2 separate regions of the Mus musculus genome follow, and region 1 is linked to region 2. Evidence: chromatin contacts called from public HiChIP or PLAC-seq data. All regions are on one chromosome and are shown on one strand. The core of a region is the stretch at or near the end of the contact, and the rest is flanking DNA. Distances in the headings are between cores, read along the strand shown. Region 1 overlaps Gmcl1 (germ cell-less, spermatogenesis associated 1). Region 2 holds the start of Gm52866 (a long non-coding RNA gene).

What was found. HiChIP or PLAC-seq counts read pairs in DNA pulled down with a chosen protein or histone mark.
Region 1: a contact with region 2 is called in an H3K4me3 HiChIP or PLAC-seq map of intestinal villus epithelium, with 5 read pairs. The contact joins two enhancer-like sites. A contact is called at or near these places in 7 of 115 datasets of contacts at active chromatin or transcription factors (acute myeloid leukemia, bone marrow-derived macrophages, embryonic basal ganglia and 3 more) and 3 of 9 other capture datasets (adipose tissue, embryonic stem cells and liver).

Annotation. Positions count from the first base shown.
Region 1 is chr6:86,703,696-86,709,853 of GRCm38.p6, reverse strand. It overlaps Gmcl1 (germ cell-less, spermatogenesis associated 1), which reads left to right. Exons shown (of 14, transcript NM_011818.3): 10 at 2,382-2,451; 11 at 5,280-5,355. Among named protein-coding and RNA genes, the nearest start is that of Snrnp27, 22 kb to the right of the region's middle. Within about 2 kb of position 1,568, at least 10 of the 459 cell types and tissues checked have an H3K27ac peak or open chromatin away from gene starts, as enhancers often do. A contact at or near this core is called in intestinal villus epithelium, where this site is marked.
Region 2 is chr6:86,495,213-86,501,323 of GRCm38.p6, reverse strand. It overlaps Gm52866 (a long non-coding RNA gene), which reads left to right and starts at 689. Exons shown (of 2, transcript XR_003956324.1): 1 at 689-1,801; 2 at 3,550-5,591. Within about 2 kb of position 3,628, at least 148 of the 459 cell types and tissues checked have an H3K27ac peak or open chromatin away from gene starts, as enhancers often do. A contact at or near this core is called in intestinal villus epithelium, where this site is marked.

The sequences.
Region 1 (6,158 bases), core at 319-2,818, 210 kb before region 2:
ATTTAGTAGTATATAAGCTCATTAGTGCATTTGCCTAACATGTTCAAGATTCTGAGTTTGATGCAAAGTGCAGCAAAAAGAAAGGAAGAAAGAAAGCCTATAGTAGTTTTAGTGTGTGGTAAACATCAGGCAGGTTATAGATATTATGTAAATTAGATGCCACAGGACATGTGTCCTTCGGATCAAACTTTGGTTGAAGCTGTCTAAAGATGTATTTAATTATGTATAGGATGTGTCTTTATGTATTTGAGTGCAGGCCCTGCGTGTCCATGGACGTTGGGTTCTCTAGAAATGAAGTTACAGATGGGTGGTTAGGAGCTGTCTGATGTGGCCAGGGAACCAAACTTGGGTCCTCTGGAATAGCAGCAGGTGCTCTTACACAGAGCCAACTCCCCAGCCCCATCTTAAAGGATATAAAATTTGGAAAAAAACAGTCTGTTATATACATTAGGTGTGTCTGGTACAAGTGGACACGTTTTGTGTCTCTGGAAGGCAAAACTGTATTAACATCTGGAGTCTAAAGAAGTTTATTTGGTATAAAAATTTTTTAAAAATTCTGTCCAGATTTCAGGGTTTGTTTGTTTGTTTGTTTGTTTTGCTTTGTGATTTGAAATGATATAATATGAGAAGACTTGAAACAAATTAATTCCATCTTATAAATGTAGACAATTTTCTGTGTATTCAAAAATTTTAGCTTAAAAAGCAAAATATAAGTTAAAATTAAATGTCACACTTTTGTGAGGAGACAGAAAGTGCTACACGGCTCACATTATAAACACAGATTGGTGTGTGCTCTCAGAAGGAAACTGAGGAGTAGAGATGTAAGTCACAGGCAGAGCTCCTGAGTGCCACTCACAGAGCCCAGGTGGCAGGGCGGGCGGGCAGGGGCCGTCTTCATTTTAGGCACAGTTGAAGTTCATTATTTCATGAAATTAGATTTGTCCTAGGTCATCTCATCAGACATCTTATTCCACATCTTCCCTTACTCCTCCGCTTGCTTCCCATCTTAGCACCATGCTTTTCTAACCTTGGCTTGTTTGGTTTGGTTTGGTTTGGGTTTTTTGTTTGTTTGTTTTTTCTTTATGGAGTCAGAGTCAACAAAATCTCAAAGTCTTCTGTGCCCTCCGTGCATTTATTTAACTGTACTGAAAGACACTGAAAGAGAACCTTACCTTTCACCCTGCTGACCTAGACAAGGAGGTCAAGACTGTCCCAGTGCTGGCCCCCAGTGTCCTTTCTAGTACTGCTTGTGGTCTAACCCTTGATCCTTCCTCCATATCATAGGATTGGATGTCTGACTCACCCTCTTCCCTCCCCAGTCAGCTTATGTATATACCTGCCTTCTCATTAGTTGACCTCAGCCCTGGGAACATTTTTCTTTGCAGCCATGGAAATACCGTTAACCTTGTTCGGGAGACTTGCTCAGCATCAGACGTCTGGTGTATTGTGGCTGTTCTCTCTCCTGCCATGCAAAGCCACATTCCCTTGGCACAGTCCTGTCTCCTCAGCCCTCTCTCTGCTCTCCACTGGTCTTTGGAACCTCTCCTGTCTTCTCAGCTCCTGGCAGTCTTAAGTTTCATGTAGATGCTGATAAGGGACACACAGTTACCCTTCCATTGGGTAAAGTCCAAACCAGTAAGACCTTCTTTGTTCTACACCATTGCCTGTGTACTCCTGCTGCAGAGCTCTCTACAACCCAAAAGATGGTGTGTTTACCAGAATGAAGTGTTGTGACAGAGAACTTAATAAGTGAAAAATCCATTAAGTTTACCAATATAGAACTTTATTAAACACTGAAAACAGCCAGGGTGGCACACTCTTTGGAGGCAAAGGCAGGTCTGTGAGTTCAGGGCCAGCCTGGTATACAGAGAGAGTTCTAGGACAGCCTGGTCTATAGAGTTGGTTCTAGGACAGAAACCCTGTCTCAAGCAAAGGAAGACAAAACAAAAGTGAAAACACTGTTAGGAATAATGCTCACAAATGGAAATCAGTGTGCGCTGTGAGGAGAAAATGGAAGCGCCAGGCAGCATAGGCTTTTACTTCTCTTTTGGAAAGGAGGTCATTCTTAAGTCTGAGAGAAAGCTCAAAGGCCTTTACCATGGTAAAGAGCTGAGAGTCACATTGTTAACAACCTGCTTTGTAAATTGCTGTTTTAAATATAAATTTAGAAATAAGGGCCGGGCGGTAGTGGCGCACGCCTTTGATCCCAGCACTTGGGAGGCAGAGGCAGGCAGATTTCTGAGTTCGAAGCCAGTCTGGTCTACAGAGTGAGTTCCAGGACAGTCAGGGCTACACAGAGAAACCCTGTCTCAAAAAAAAACAAAAACACAAAAATGAAATAAGTTTTGTCAACTAGTTATCAATTGACATTTCTGTTTTAGAATGGCTGGCGGCAGTGTATAAACAGCAGTGGCTGGCTATGCTACGGGCTGAACAAGACAGTGAAGTGGGGTGAGTATGCTACATCATAGTACTGGCTTGGTAGTGTGGGGGCTTGAACCTTCACCCTAGCACGTGCTAGGCTGACACCTCTAGCAGAGTCTCCAATCCAAAATAAATAAGTAAACCTTGCTAAGAATATTTCTATTTCTATTTATTATACATTATATTTATATTGTATTTAGTGGAGCCACTTAGGAATAACTAACAAAATAGGTAGACAAGAGGACTAGATGGAAAAGCTTCAAAATACTGGACAGTTTTTAGCCGGGCAGTGGTGGTGCACGCCTTTAATCCCAGCACTTGGGAGGCAGAGGCAGGCGGATTTCTGAGTTCAAGGCCAGCCTGGTCTACAAAGTGAGTTCCAGGACAGCCAGGGCTATACAGAGAAACCCTGTCACGAAAAAAGAAAAAAAAAAAAACCTTGGCAGTTTTCAGAAAGCCTGTGAGCATGAACCCTGGCCCACAGGAAGCTTTCCAGGCAGAGCCTCTGCAGACAGAAAGCTGCAGCTGCTTGCTGCCCTCAGAATTCTGCCTGTTGGCCTCAAGTGCTGCTGTTGTCTGGGCCTCAAGTGCTGCTGTTGTCTGGCACGCAGCAGACAGGATTCTAGATGGCAGTGTTTTCATCTCATCTGACTGCCATGACTTTTTAAACTGATACATTTAGAAGGTGTGATTTTTATATTTATGTACGACAAAGCTCATCTTCATAGTGTGGTATGTGGCAGTATTATGGTTACTACATAGATTTTGAAGGTATTTCCATTATGCTTACAGCTGCACAAAAGAAGCTTAAGAAGAAGGGTTGGGTGGGTTTGCTTGTTTGTTTGTTTGTTTTCTCCACTCTCTTTTAACTCATTTTACACAAAGAATTCCCCGAAAATAATAGCCTGTTGTAAGTTTCTGTCTAAACAGCAGATATATGAAAGTGTCCTAGAAATTAACAAGACATTTTTTTGTTTTGGTTTTGGTTTGGTTTTGGTTTGGTTTTTTGGGATGGGATCTCACAGCAAGGTGATGGTAACTCATGCCTTAATCTCAGCACTCTCTGTGAGCTTGAGGCCAGCCTGCTCTATAGAGTGAGTTCCAAGATAGCCAGGGCTGCATAGAGAAACTCTGTCTCAAGTTCTCCCCACAAAAAAAAGGACAGACAGGCAGACAGACAGACTGGGTCTCTCTATCTACCTCTGGCTAAAGACAGCCCCTCAATTTTACAGACAAATAAAGAAACAGAAAATGAGTCAGTTATTTAGTGAAAATGAGATCTGAAGTGCTGGTATCAGGTAGTGGATGGTGACTGTGGTACTGAGTATTGGCTTTAAGTTTAGGATGTTCTTTGTTGAGGGTTGTTGTTTTTTTTTTTCTACTTTGTCCTATCTCACTTAGCCAAGAGACATCTTCTATAAGTGTCTTGTTTGCTTGACGTGGGGAATATGTGTGTCAGCTGGGGCATAGCTGAGGGTCAACTACTAACCTATCTGCAGGATGTCCTAGGCCCTAGCACTACATGCAGTTTATACTGTGTGCCTGCATAGCCATGTTCTTTCCGCCCAGTATCTGCTCCAGTTGCAGGCTGCCAAAGTGTAAGGACTTTGTCTTAGGATCCTGTAAAGCCTCCTTCAAGGGCTTCTCCCAGACTGAAGAGGATTATTTTTCTAAAACAGAAATGCAGTGTGTCACTTCTGCCTGAAGGCAAAAACAGACAATACCATCTGATGGTACTGAGTTGTTCTTCCCAGATACAGAAGCTTGGTAATGGGAGTATTTGCCTCATTGCAGCTTTCTTTTATATGCCTGCAAAATGTCATACTAAAAAGTTGAATAGTCACAGGATACATGTGGGAACTCAGGAAAACTTGAGGAGAAACTCACGAGCAAGGCCTCTTCAGCCGCCTACCTACCCCAGCTGCCTCTAGTGCCAGCTCATGTCACCTTAGCTCAGCTGACCAAATCCTGGCACATAGACTGTGCTGCTTGTATTCCTCCTCTACCAAGAACACAGTCTGCCTGACCCTGTGGTGGCCCAGCCTCTCCTCTCCTCTCTATGTGTTTGTACCACACCTCTTCCCGCGGGTCACAGCTACTGTGTCTAGCTCCCATTAGCCTGAGCTCCCAGATACTAAGGCATGATTTGTTTATTACTCATTCTGTATCGTACCTTCAGTTTCATGATTAGAAATTTTAAAGTAAGGAACCAGCTGAAGGAAAATAGAAAAAACTATATGGATTTTTCCTATGAAATATTGGTCTTAAAGAATTACATGCCATGAGAAACAGTTTGCATTTGAAATAGGTGACATCAAGACCTTGATGCTGAGCTGGCTGTGCTGGTGCGGACGTGTGATCCCAGCGCCTATGAGGCCGAAGCAGCGGGGAGTACAAGTTAGAGGCTAGCCTGGGCTACACTATGAGACCTTCCTTGTATGGGGGAGGTGACACCAAACTATGTCTCATAGAAATAATAGATTTAGTAGTTATACTTTTTAAGTATTATATTTTCCTGGTAGACAAAATTTCTCAGATATTTTATTCTCTCTTTTCTGGTTTGACCAAGCGTCATGGAAGTAATCTAGAAGTCAAATCAGTGAGACATTGACATTTAGGTCTGATTTAATCAGTATATTCTTTTTCCTTTATCAGTGCTGAGTGTGACTGTAGGGTCTGGTGCTTTCAGGTGAGCCCTTAGTCACTGAGCTACACCCAGGGCCTAACAGATTACTTTATCCCAGTAAGAGTGCTCTCTAGCCAGTAGAAAAACTTTCCATTCTTTTAAACTCAGTTTTGTCTTGTTTTTTTCAATTAGTTTTCTGTAAAAGTTCATGGTTCTTGTATCATTTTAGGCCTCAAGAAATCAATAAAGAAGAACTTGAGGGAAACAGCATGAGGTGTGGTCGAAAGCTTGCCAAAGATGGTGAGGTAGGTCTGGCTCTGGTCTGTATGTCTCATCTCACTGAGGAAATTCTCTCATGCTCTGTACTTTCGTGTGTTTGCAAATTTTCCTAATAATATATTAAAAAGTGGGCTCACTGAGGTATACATGCTATCTCTAAAGTCAGTAATTACATGTTCTTTTTAAAGTGGTTGAAGCACAGCGAGCAGCTGCCTGGGGCTCCTGATGACCAGACTGTGCTTAGGGACTGGCACGGCTGGAGAAGACCCTGTTTATCTTTCTGCAGCTTGTGTCCTGAACACGGGTTAGAGCCGTGCTGCTCAGTACTTCCTCAGTCTTGCCTGAGACCTTGGGTTTGGAGTCCAGATGAGAGGCTTGAGAGGGTCCTTCTGCAGTACGAAGTTGAGATAGATTGTATTGGAGGTGTTACATAGTCTAATGAGGTTCTGTTTGACAGTTACCCTAAATCAAAGCCATCTGTCCCCTTGGAATGCTCACCACACCAAAGAACTGCCTTTGTTCCTCACATGGAACAAGGGTGTAGGTGCGTAAGGGAAAGGACTGTTCACTCTGCTGTCTGCAGAGAGCCTGCTCTCTGTGTTGTTTTAAAAGCTGCCTATGGTCCATTAAATGGACTATGCAGCCTACCTGTCATCATTTCCACCTTCTAGTTGCAGCCTAGTTTTTACCTGCTTCTTTTTTTCCCAAATTTACCTCTACTTTGACTTTCAAAGGTTATTTCATGCTTGCCTTCAGGGTTGTAGTAGGACAGAGAAGAGGTTGTCTTCTTCATCCTGCATCTTGTTGCTTCATCCCTCAGTGGACTGCA
Region 2 (6,111 bases), core at 2,379-4,878:
AAAATAAAATAAGAGAAAAAGAAACACCCCAAATAATTCACAGGAGGCCCAGTGTAGTGGCAAATAATTTTAATCCCAGCTCTTGGGAGGCAGAGGCAGGAGGATTTCTCTAAGGTTGAAGCCAGCTTTTCCAGTTTGAATCTCGTCTTCCTAAGTTGGCCAGTATGGCCTTGAACTCATGGTGTCGGACAGAGACACCGGACAAGATGAGGCAGCCAGGGCTGGTGGACCTTGGACTGTGAACACAGCAGATGTATCTTCCCAGCATCCGGGAAGACATCCTCCTTAAAACTGGTTGGGTCACTGTCACAGTTTATTGCAGTCCTCCCCTCTCCCTTTATACCTGCCACAGTTTCCTGGGAGTTGGAGGAAGTGAGGGCTAGGGGGTCAATGAGAAGGAGTCCTGCTTGGGAAAGGGGGACAGAGAGCCCATGCTTCTGCCTCAGGGAGGAGTGGGCAGCCCTCTCTTCCACAGGAAGAGTTTGGTGTGATGGCTCACAACCACCCGAGACCCTTCCTGGTTGACAAGAGTCTACCTCAGCCTTCTGACAGCTGGGAGTGCAAGCATGTCCTACCATGCCTGGCTTGACTCCTTATAGATGTTTGTTGTTGCGGAGGGGAGAGGTCTTTCTACATACACAGCCCTGGCTGTCCTGGAACTCACTCTCTAGACCAGGCTGGCCTTGAACTCACAGAGATCTGCCTGCTTCTGCCCCTTAAATGCTGCGATTAAAGGCAGGAGCCACCATTGCCTTGTTCTTTTTAACTTTATTTAATTTTTTTTCTATGTGTACAAGTGTCTGCCTACATATGTGTATATGCACACGTGTGTGCCTGGTATCTTAGGAGACCAGAAGGGGACACGGGATCCCTAGGAACTAGAGTTACAGGTAGTCAAAAATTGCCGTGTGGGTGCTGGGACCCAAACCCAGTTCCTCTGCAAGAAAAAGTGTTCCTAACTGCTGAGGGGTCTCTCCAGCCCTGTGGGCTATTTCTTAATTTCTTTTTAAGAAATACAGGTACTTGAGGGGACATTCTGTCTCACTTTGCTGTTCCTTTGTTTACATATATACAAACACACACACAGTGAAAGAACAAGAAACTAGACAGCAGTTTTTTCTGCTGCCCCCAGAGACTCTCCCACTCACAACGGAACTCAGAGGATCCCTCCAGCTTGAGCAGTTCAGGGATGGAGGTGAGACTCTGGGGTCTTGCATCTGACCCTGCAGCAGCGATGAATGGGCTCTGAACTAGGACAGATCCTTGGCTGCCTGCTGGGTAGAGACCTCAGCTCTCAGGGAAGAACTTCCCATCCTACCTTTCAGTGGACCATCCTGTCTTCCTCCTCCCCTGCCCTCTCCTCACACAAGCCATCTGGAGAGTCAGTTGTTGGGGAACTTTGATCTCTTTATCTGGAAGGCAGGAAGATGGACCTGTGGAGCCAGAGGGCTGTGAGCAAATGCTTTGCACTTTTCTAGCAGTTCCTGTTAAGTGGGGCCTTCCCATAGGAAGGCTGCAGGGGAAAGGGCAAAGGGTGGGTGGATGGGCGAGGGGGAGGTCTTTGGAAGGAACTAGCACAAAGGGTTTGGAAAAATACACCCTAGAAGCATAACCCTGCATAGGCTGAGCGCTTATTTACTGCATCAGTGAAAAGACCCTTAAGGCTAAGGATACAGCTGGTTCCAGGCCCCGGCCTTGTCCTCAGCCCCCGGCCTTGTCCTCAGCCCCATAACTCCAGTACTGAAGAGGCAGAGGCAGAATGATGAGGAGTTCAAGATCACCCTTGCTTACAAAGTTCAAGGTCAGTTTCTTATACAGGAGACTAACAGAAGCAAACATCCCCGCCCCCGTGTATGTGGGTGTTTTGCTGGTATGTATATCTGCTCACCAGAAGAAGGTCCTTGGAACTGGAGTTATAGACCCTTGTGTGAGCATCCATGTGAGAACAGAACCAAGGTCCTCTAGAACAGCAGCACATCTTTCTTTCTTTCTTTTCCTCCTCCCCCTCCTCCTTGTCTTCCTCTTCCTCCCTCCCCTCTTCCTCCTCCTCCCCTTGCCTCCTCTCTTCTTCTTCCTCTTCCTCCTCTTCCTCTTCTTCTTTTTGGAGACAGGATTTCTCTGTATAGTCCTGGCTGTCCTGGAACTCTCTCTCTGTAGACCAGGCTAGCCTCCAACTTGGAGAGCTATCTACCTTAGCTCCCCAGTGCTAAGATTAAAGGCGTGTACTACCATACCATGCCTGGCTTGTAAGAAGTGTTTTTACCCACTGAGTCACCTCTCCAGCCCTCAATAAATATTTGGCTGGGGCTGAGGGTGTATTAAATGGTACTTTGAGTAGCATGCACAAGGTGTTGGGTTCTATCCCTAACACGGAATGCGGAATGCATACATATATACATACATACATACATACATACATACATACATACATACATACATACATACATTAATTTACCAGGGGTGGTGGCACTCAGGAGGCAGAAACAGGTAGATCTCTATGAATTTGAGGCCAGCCTGGTCTACAAACTAAGACCCTGTCTTAACCCCTGCTCCTCACCACCACCACTCTCCCCGCCCCCAACACCCCACCACCACCACCACCAAAAGAAAAAGCTGAGGAGCTCAGGGTGATAGCTCATGCTTGTTATCCCAACACACTTCAGAGGTTGAGGCTGGAGGCTTGACATGTGTTTCAGACTAGCCTAGAATACAGTGAGTCCTGACTTAATGTTTGCAAGACCATGAGTTCCACCCCTAGCACAGCCAAAAATTAAACCAAAACCAAACAAAACCCTGCCAAACGACAAGTAACAAATCAACTTCATGAGTGAGCCATGCCTGTGTTAAACGACAAGTAACAAATCAACTTCATGAGTGAGCCATGCCTGTGTTAAAGTCCAGGAAATTAACGATCATGGTAGAGCTTTTCCAAAGCTATACAGTTTGCCATGAAAACAAAGATTCAAAAGTGCTTTGGTACCTGCCATGGAGGTCCACGCTGTTAACTCCAGCATCCAGGGGAGTTCAAGGCCAGCCTCAGCTACACAGGGGGCTCTGAATTAGCTTGGCCTTCATGAGACCCGTATTTTGTTTTGTTTTGTTTTTTGTTGTTTTTGTTTTGTTTTGGAACAAGGCCTGGTGGCTCAAGCCTGGAATCCCAGTGTGTGGGAGATGAAGGCAGGAAGATCACAAGTCAAAGTCGCCTTTGGTTGAAGAGTTCAGACGCAGCCTGACAAATGGGTCGCTGTCAGAAAGAAAAAGTTCCGGAGAAAGAAAAGAGAGTGTGCTCTGGAGTTGGGGCGCTGCCTGTCATACCTGCACCCATGAAGGCTGGCCTGGGATGGGTTACAAAGCCAGACTCTGAGTAAAACGTAAAACTAAAATCAAGCCACGCAAAACACTACTTGGGTATAAAAAGAGTTAAAATGTCAAGTCCGAAGTGTACTCCCCCACCCCCCACCCCGACTCAACCCCCACGCCTCCCAAGGCTGTTTGGAGTGGTTTCCTCTCGCTTGTTTTGTGTGGCTTAGTGTTTTGTTTGATTTTCAGGGCTAGGAAGCTACTCTGCCCACCAAGACCAAGAGCTACGTTTTGGAAGGACACTGGGGTGGCTCAGAGGTCAAGAGGAAGAGCTACTACAGCAGACAGGCAGGATCCTGGGCAGCCCGGACCTTCTTTCTAAAACACCGTGGTTTGGATACTGCTGCTGCTGCTGCGCTGGCCACTAGGCTGAGTCTTTGCGTTCAGGTTTCAAATTCCCAAGAGAATCTGACTTGTCCGCCTGGGTCAGGTGTCTACCACCCGGTCTCTTTTCTTCCCCTCCTCCTCTCTACCTCCTCTGTCCTCTTCTCTCCTTTCCTCTCCTCTCTTCCTCTCCTCCCTCTCCTCTTCTCTCTTCCTTTCTCCGCCCCACCCCCCTTACCGTTCTAATGCATTCCAGGCTGACTTCCCTTTCTTACTTACTCCTTTAGTAGCCCAGGATGACCTTGAACTTGTGATCCTCCTGCCGCTAACTCCCTGGAGCTGAAATCACTGGGCATGTCCCACCAAGCCCAGTTTCTGTGTAACTAGGCAAGCCAGACATACCGGGCAAGCGCTGTACAGACTGGGCTCCACCCTGAGCCCAGAGCTCTGCCCTCCTGAGACTTTGAAGGGAAGTACTTTGTGGGCACAGCAATCCCCTGGATGGCTATTTTCTGGTGGAAAAGTTGCCAGGAGTGTCCTGTCACTCAGAAGGGTGAGTGGAAGGGTCACGGCTAGAAATTCATCCTAGAGTTCAGGCTGTTCAATTGGGTTTCATCGCAGTCAGCAGTTACAAAGGAGGTGGGCCAATTCGCAGTGCCCATCACATTGTGTCCCAGAGGAATTAAAACCCTAGTAGTCCATCGGTGAGGGACTGCTCAGGGTGGGGCTGCACCACTCACTCCCTAGGACCCTTAGGGCTCTCCCTAAAGGAAATAAAGGCCACACACAAGATGGGTTAGGGTGCAAAGCTGCTTCCAAAAAGCCTGCCTCAGATCCATCCCTGGGCCTCAGGCAGTGGAACAGAACCGGCTGGTGCAAGTTAAGCTCTCTCCTCTGTTTCCTATACACACAATACACACATGCAATTCAATGTGTGTATTGTCGCAGCCTGTTGCTTCTACCGTTAGGGGTTTCAACTGCTTCGTTTCTTTCTTTTTGGGGGAGGATGGAAGCAGGATAGAGGGAATTTTTTGTTTTGTTTTGTCTTGAGATAGGGTCTCATGTATCCCAAACTAGCCTTGAATCTGCTATGTAGCTGAAGATAACTGTTTTATGGACTGCTGGGGATGAAGCTCAGGACTTTGTGCTAGGCGAGCACTCTGCCAACTGAGACCTTGAACTCTCTGAGACTACAAGTGTTTGCCCCCTCCCCACCCAACCTGTTTTATTCATCACATCTCTACTTTATTTGAAATTATGTGTGTGTGCTAATGAGTCCAATTGCCCTCAGGCCAAAGAGGGCAGGGCGTTGGCTCATGCGGAGCGGTGTTACAGGAGGTCGTGAGCGCCTCACATAAGTGCCTGGAACTGAACTGAGGTCCTCTGGAAGAGCAATAAACATTCTTACCGTGTGTGTGTGTGTGTGTGTGTGTGTGTGTGTGTGTGTGTGTGTGTGTGTGTTGTCTCTCCCCTTGAGTAACCTTCTCCTGACCTCTTTGTCACGGTGTTCAGTGAGTGGATAAAGTCACCTGAGGAGTCTCCAGTCTCAGGCTACTGCCAGTCTGTCTATCTGTCCTCCTGCCTCCAGCCAGTCTTCATGTATCTGTAAGGAATGTATCAGGTTAGTTTCTTTGGCCAGGGTAATAATGTTCCTTTTAACTGAGCTCTTGACTACAAGAATAGCCAAGCTGGAGCACATTCTGGTGAAGGTTTCCCAAGTCAAAGCAAACCCCAGGGCTAGGGGCAAGAGCCCCTCCCCCTGCCTCCTCACAGGGAACCTCGGGATTAAAACCACTGCTTGGGCTCTGGCCTGTTACCTGGCAATCAAAGGTTAGTTCAGCCAGAGTGGCCCGTGCCTCTACAGATCTGAGCTCTCCATCACCCCTTTACCATGGGAAACGCCTGAAGGAAAAAAAACAGACTGGAAGCAGCAAGATCCCAAGAGAATCTGCCTCCTTACAGAGGTGGTAGAGGCATGTGTGTGTGTGGGCCTCCTTACAGAGGTGGTGGGTATAGGAGAGCTCCTTACAGAGGTAGTGGACATGTGGGGGCTGGGGGGCTCCTTACAGAGGTGGTGGGTATGTGGGGGGAGAGGGCCTCCTTACAGAGGTGGAGGGCATGTGTGTGTGTGTCTTCTTACAGAGGTGGAGGGCATGTGTGTGTGTGTCTTCTTACAGAGGTGGTGGGCATGTGTGTGTGAGGGGCTCCTTACAGAGGTGGTGGGTATGTGGGGGTAGGGGGCCTCCTTACAGAGGTGGTGGGTATGTGGGGGAAGAGAGCCTCCTTAGAGAGGTGGAGGGCATGTGTGTGTGTCTTCTTACAGAGGTGGAGGGCATATGTGTGTGTGTGGCTCCTTACAGAGATGGTGGGCATGTGTGTGTGAGGGGCTCCTTACAGAGGTGGTGGGTATGTGGGGGGAAAGAGCCT